Linked DNA regions of Danio rerio: region 1 is linked to region 2. The links are chromatin contacts, called in public Micro-C maps. All regions are on one chromosome and are shown on one strand. The core of a region is the stretch at or near the end of the contact, and the rest is flanking DNA. Distances in the headings are between cores, read along the strand shown.

What was found. Hi-C and Micro-C count contacts between places; a contact is called where the count stands out from the background.
Region 1: a contact with region 2 is called in a Micro-C map of caudal fin, with 6 times the contacts expected there. The contact joins the promoter of trhde.1 here to the enhancer-like site in region 2. A contact is called at or near these places in 2 of 18 Hi-C or Micro-C datasets (caudal fin and an unstated tissue).

Annotation. Positions count from the first base shown.
Region 1 is chr4:23,810,411-23,813,441 of GRCz12tu, reverse strand. trhde.1 (thyrotropin releasing hormone degrading enzyme, tandem duplicate 1) reads right to left here and starts at 1,322. Exons shown (of 20, transcript XM_073947198.1): 1 at 1,292-1,322; 2 at 428-460.
Region 2 is chr4:23,742,590-23,745,598 of GRCz12tu, reverse strand. No RefSeq gene overlaps it. Among named protein-coding and RNA genes, the nearest start is that of mdm2, 17 kb to the right of the region's middle. Within about 2 kb of position 1,633, at least 4 of the 62 cell types and tissues checked have an H3K27ac peak or open chromatin away from gene starts, as enhancers often do.

The sequences.
Region 1 (3,031 bases), core at 73-2,572, 68 kb before region 2:
TTGAATTGTGTATACTTATAGCCAATAACCATTGTATACTGTAACCAGTATTTTATTTTATTGTAGTATTTGTTTTCCAAAAGAGCTGATTCTGAAGACCTCGATTGGCTGATTTAGATGTTACATGAAAGGTCAGTAAGTCTCCAGAAGCAAGGTAGAAGATAACATCTTTTCGCAATTGTGGTTTATGTCAAGGAAATATAATAGTTTTGTTTCATACAATCATCATGCTGAACATCATGTCAGTATTTGCACTAGTGATTTCCTATACATAGAAGATATTTAATACGGGAAGTCTAGTCTAGTATAATCTATATCAGAAAAAACAATAAATCAGGAATATGAAATCTGTACAGACACATGAGCTATACTGCACCACAGCTTAATCATGTTTTCTCCTTTACAACATTATATATTATTTACTCACTCTCATGTGGACGACTGGATGGCTTTCTTTCATCTGTGGGACAAAATACAAATATATTTAGGGAAAGTATAAAGTGATAAAATGTTGATTTTATGGGCCTATATGAAAATAAACAGTATTTGTAAGGTATGTTTTGATGCTGGTTTGCAGGTTCTTTGCTGGCCATGACCAGCAAGAACCATCATGAACCAGCAAACTAGCATACCAGCAAGCTGTTGTTTTGTTATTGTTAATTTACCACAACTTGAATAATGTGACGAGACATCCTCATTCTGTGGACAGTCACGGTTTTTGATGTCCTGTTTCTGACTGGAGATGTTTCCTTAAACGTCCCCTTTTTACAGCTTACAAACACACTAAAAAAGCTTGACTAATGCTGCTGCTTGACTAGTCAGGTACCAAAGCAATTGTGACGTCTAGTGTTTTTTTTCACCAGCAGGGGTCGTGCCTTAGCGAGCTACATTGGTTTAGTTTAGTTTTCGCGCCTCTTCTGGAGAAGAGGGCATATGCCGAGCTAGTATTGTTCCCATACTGATAAACTTCCGGTGACCTGTTATTGTGAGTTTTTTCCATTTTATACGGTTCCTTTTACACCACCGGTGTTCTAATGTCAATAAAATACAACCAGTTAAATAAACATCAGCATTCATTTAGTTGTTTCAGCGTAAAATGAAACGAAAAGCCGTTTACTCGCACTCGCGCAAAAACTCTTTGAATATAGTGGGGTAAAATAAATGCTCTCATTATAAAGACATGGCGGGGTAAAATTTAATTTAACGCAGTGCTTTTTGTACAATCTGAGACCCACTTTATATCGGATATCATTCAGCCAGTGGAGATCGATGATTTTTAAAGAAAACAGACCTTAAAAGCGCCGATTTACTTCACCGGAAACGCTTAACCCAGGTTACTGGCAAATTAAAAGTTCTAGGAATGACACGTGATTACCAGTTGTCAAAAGAGACACGTTACCAGTTTAAAGGTAGTTACATATTTAAATATTTATGTTTGTTTTAAAGTTACAGTGTTTGTATGTACGGTAAGACAACATGAACACAGCATGGGGAATTGTTAGCACGTATTTCTGGAAAACATTATATATATATATATATATATATATATATATATATATATATATATATATATATATATATATATATATATATATATATATATACATTTTCTTGTTTTAGTCCCTTTATTAATCCGGGGGCACCACAGCGGAATGAACTGGCAACTTATCCAGCAAGTTTTTACATATACATACATATTACATATATATTTTACATTATACATACGGGATTGGCCATCTGGCAATTCTGGCAAATGCCAGAAGGGCCGGACCATTTTTAAATGTGGGCCGGTCAGTTTTTTAAATTTTATTTTTACATTTATTTTATATCTATATGCATTGTTTTTACATGCAGGCAGCTTTTATCTCTTGCAAGATGTAAATATTATGATGATTATGATCATGATGATGATGATGATAATAATAGTAATAATAATAATAAATGTTAAGCATTTGGCTCAATTGGCAACGGCTGGCTGGTTTCGAGATGGGCTGACCCAATCAGAGATTATATGGACGTCATCAAAATCTTGCAAGAATGCCAAGCAAACAGTAAGTGCAAAACAAGCTACTTGTCAGAGATGGACTGTAAAAAAGGAGAGGCGATGCCGAGAAGCTCAGAAAAAGCAAACAATTGGCTCTAAAATCAGATGCTGCGAAATGCTTAAAATTAACTCAAATGTTTTATGTGTATGGGTGTTTCCCAGTGATGGGTTGCAGCTGGAAGGGCATCTGCTGCATGAAACATATGCTGGATTAATTGGCAGTTCATTCTGTTGATGAATGTATGTATAAATTTGTTATGAATGGGTTGATTTTGTTCCAGTCACATACATTAAATGTCTAAATATATATTACATATGGTGCTGCTTATATTTGTTCACCATCTGTACACTAATATAAATGTTGTATGTCCGTGTCCATGGGTGGGGCTATGTCAGTGTGATAAATTTATATATATATATATATATATAAACACTGTAGCTAAGATTTGAACATTTTAAATTTACATTAGGCATTAATTTACCTAACATAGGTTGTGAAAACCAAACATCAAAACAGTGTAATTATGCAAGTTCAGGTCAACAACTAATACTAACAAAACAAAAGACTATTAAAACTACATATCTAAGTATCTACATAAACTCAACTAATATTTATGGTGGGGTGACACGGTGGCTCAGTGGTTGGCACTGTTGCTTCACAGCAAAGAGGTCGCTGGTTTGAGATCTGGCTGGGTCAATTGGCATTTTTGTGTGGAGTTTGCAGTGTTGGCATGGGTTTCCTCTGGGTGCTCCGGTTTCCCCCACAGTCCAAAGACATCTACTATTGGTGAATTGAATAAATTAAATTGGCTATAGTGTTTGAATGGATTTTTTCCCAATACTGGGTTGCAACTGGAAGGGCGTAATTTCTTTTGTGTTAAACATATGCTGGATAAGTTTATCGTTTATTCCGCTGTGGCAGCCCCTGATGAATAAAAGGACAAAGCTGAAGGAAAATGAACAATTTAATATTTATTGCATTTAGAG
Region 2 (3,009 bases), core at 384-2,883:
AACTATTGTGGTAATCCCACCCACTTTAAGCAGCACTAAACTGTACAGAAAATGTAAACTAAGTCAAGCAACACCAAAGTGAGCCGAAGTTGAAATATAAAGTATCTCACATGGGGAAAGAGGCTTTAAGTGCGTTTTTCAGGTAAAGGTCTCTGCTGCAGGCCTATGTTGGAATCCCACTTCTGGCAAAAGCAAATCTTTGGCCAGTTATGATCTGATGGTTTAAGACGCAAACTACTGGTCCAAAGGAAACAGGTTTGAGTCTTGACACCAATAGGGATTGTAGGCAGGAGGAGTAAATGTACTAGTATTCATCCTCAATACCTCTACTGAGTTAAGACCCCTGAGCACCAACCCCCCAACTGCTTTATATTTTTGTACTGGCTGCTTAAGTTTCAGTCATACCTCCTATCTCCACTCGCTCCTTGAAGTCTTCAACCTCTTCAGAAGCTTTTGGACGATAGGTGAGTGCCATCTTGTGGTACTATCTCAGAGAGACTCTTACTTTCCAAAACTTTTCATTCACTGTTTCTCACTGGTGGAATGATCTAACCCAAGTGTGCCCAATTTCGGTCCTGGAGGGCTGACGTCCTGCAGAGTTTAGCTTCAGCTTGCTTCAACACACCTGCCAGGAAGTTTCTAGTAAGTGCTTGTTCAGCTGTCTCTAATTGGGTTCAAACTAAACTCTGAAGGTCAGGACTATTGCCGCAGTCACATTACAGTTTGTGCTTGCGAAATTCTGTCGAACTGCACTGCGGAAAAGGGCGGTATTAAACAAGATTTTTAGACATTTAGATTTTTAGGCGATTGGTCCATATTTAAAATTTCTGTCCAGAGAGGTCATGTTTTGATCTTTGATTGGTCTCATGCAGTCATAAGATGCGATTTCGCTGGTCAAAGTTCACCAAGCTTAAACTTCCTTATGCAGCGAACTGCGAAATTTGTCGCACAAACTTGCATTTCCGGTCTGCCACATTTGCGTGCGTATGAATGGAAGTCTATGGGGCGGTAAGTGCAGTGTGACGGCAGCTTAAGTTTGGACACCTCTGATCTAACCAATTTCATGTGGACTGATGAATGACAATGTTCAAAACTAATCTTTTCTGTAAGACCTTCACTATATTCTTACAACCAAAAAAAAAAAAAAAAAAGTCGATATCTCCTTCATTTGTAAATTGCTTTGTATAAAATGGCATGGTAAATGACTACAAGTAAATGTAACGTAGAGATCCCGTGTGTACTTTGTCCACTCAAACTAAAGCTTTGGTACCAGCAATACAATGGTACTAGTTGTACAACGGCCTCTCATTAGTTGACCACGAAAAAGGCCTTACATTAAAAGCATCTGCAGGGTAAAAAAATAATAATGCATAATGGCGAACACACCAAACTGATGCAGAAATGATGTAAATGATGAGAGCTGTTGGCATGCTGCAGGCTAGCACCTCACATGTCAGTGTTGCCAGAAAACAGCATATAAACAGCTTTACTGTCTGTGTCCTCACTGTATTCAACGCTTTAGCTGACAAACAGGACAAATGACTGTCCAGGATCGGGTTGTACATGAATGACTGCACCAAAACACAGCCGACACTGCAGGCTTATCTAGAGATGTGACCCCCTCTGCCTGCCCGTGGTCAAGAAGTTCATCTGAAACGTCTGCAGGAACGCGATAACCGCGGATTTAGACGCTCGGTGGCACGTGTAGTTCTGTCATGCAAGATACTGACGGCTGGCTGTTCAACATTCACAAAGCATTATTTTCCTGTTGATTTGTTGTTGTGCTGTTTTGTTTTCCCATTTTTTGTCCCTGTGACAAGTGCCATGAATTTTCCTCCAGGGATAAATAAAGAATGTCTGTCTGTTTTTCTTTATAGTCATTTTAACAACAAAGGCTTTATTTCAGCCCGATTACTGTGGGATTTTATTGTGTATCATAACTGTGCCAATGTTATATATACAGTGAATAAAAAGTTATCCTTGCAGGAGAATATACTGCAAATGGATTGTACACTAGTTAAATTTATAATCGGGGTGCGTTTCAGATATGAGTTATAAATTAAAAATTAGCTTTTGATTATAAAGAAAAAAAAAATTCTTCCCAATTTTCCAGCACAGTTAGTTTTAGTTATAGGGATTAAGGATTTGCTTTCCCAATATGTTTAGAGGAACAGAGAGATTAGACATTTCATTTCAGCATTAGCAACACACACGCACACACACTCACACATATTTCCTCATTCCATGCAACAGCAACGTTAGCAGGAAACTCATATTATTGTTGGTGGTTTTTATAATCAGTTGATTATATTATTTGCAACAGTTTATAACTGATCATATGTAATCTGAATTATGCAATCATATTCCAAAAAACCTCAGAAATTCTGTAAAAATGAGATTGCATTTTTTTGGATTACAAGATTACAAGTTGTTGACACAATGGTGGTAAATAATTTAAATTTTATTCATTTTCCTCATTTTCTTATAAGCTTCCTTAATAATAATCGTATTGTTTATATTTCAAGCAGTACTTCATCCAATTAAACATTTACCTTTCAATTCAGTTTAATATTATTTGTTTTATTTTTCAAGTAATATACTTTAAGTTCAAAACATAGTTAAATATAAATGTGTTTGATCAAGAGCTCAACTAAGAAATATTTGTTTTGACCAATGTAAAATATTAATGTTACTTACACAGTAACGACCCATAGCACTACAGCCAGGTGCATCATGGGAAATGGTTTAGAGTAAGACTGTGTCCGAAGTCGCATACTTCCATACAATATAGAAGGCTAAAATCAGTATGCGAACTGAGTATATCTGAATTCATAGAATTTGAAAAGCAGTGTGCAAGATACCCGAATGACGTGCTACTTTCGTGAGATTCCAAAGTGTGTATACAATGGACACTACGCTATCCCATGATGCTCCTTGAAATAATTCATGAATGGGAGTGGGAAAGGTCAAGGAGTATGCTTAAATTTAAATGCAGTACCTACTAAGTAG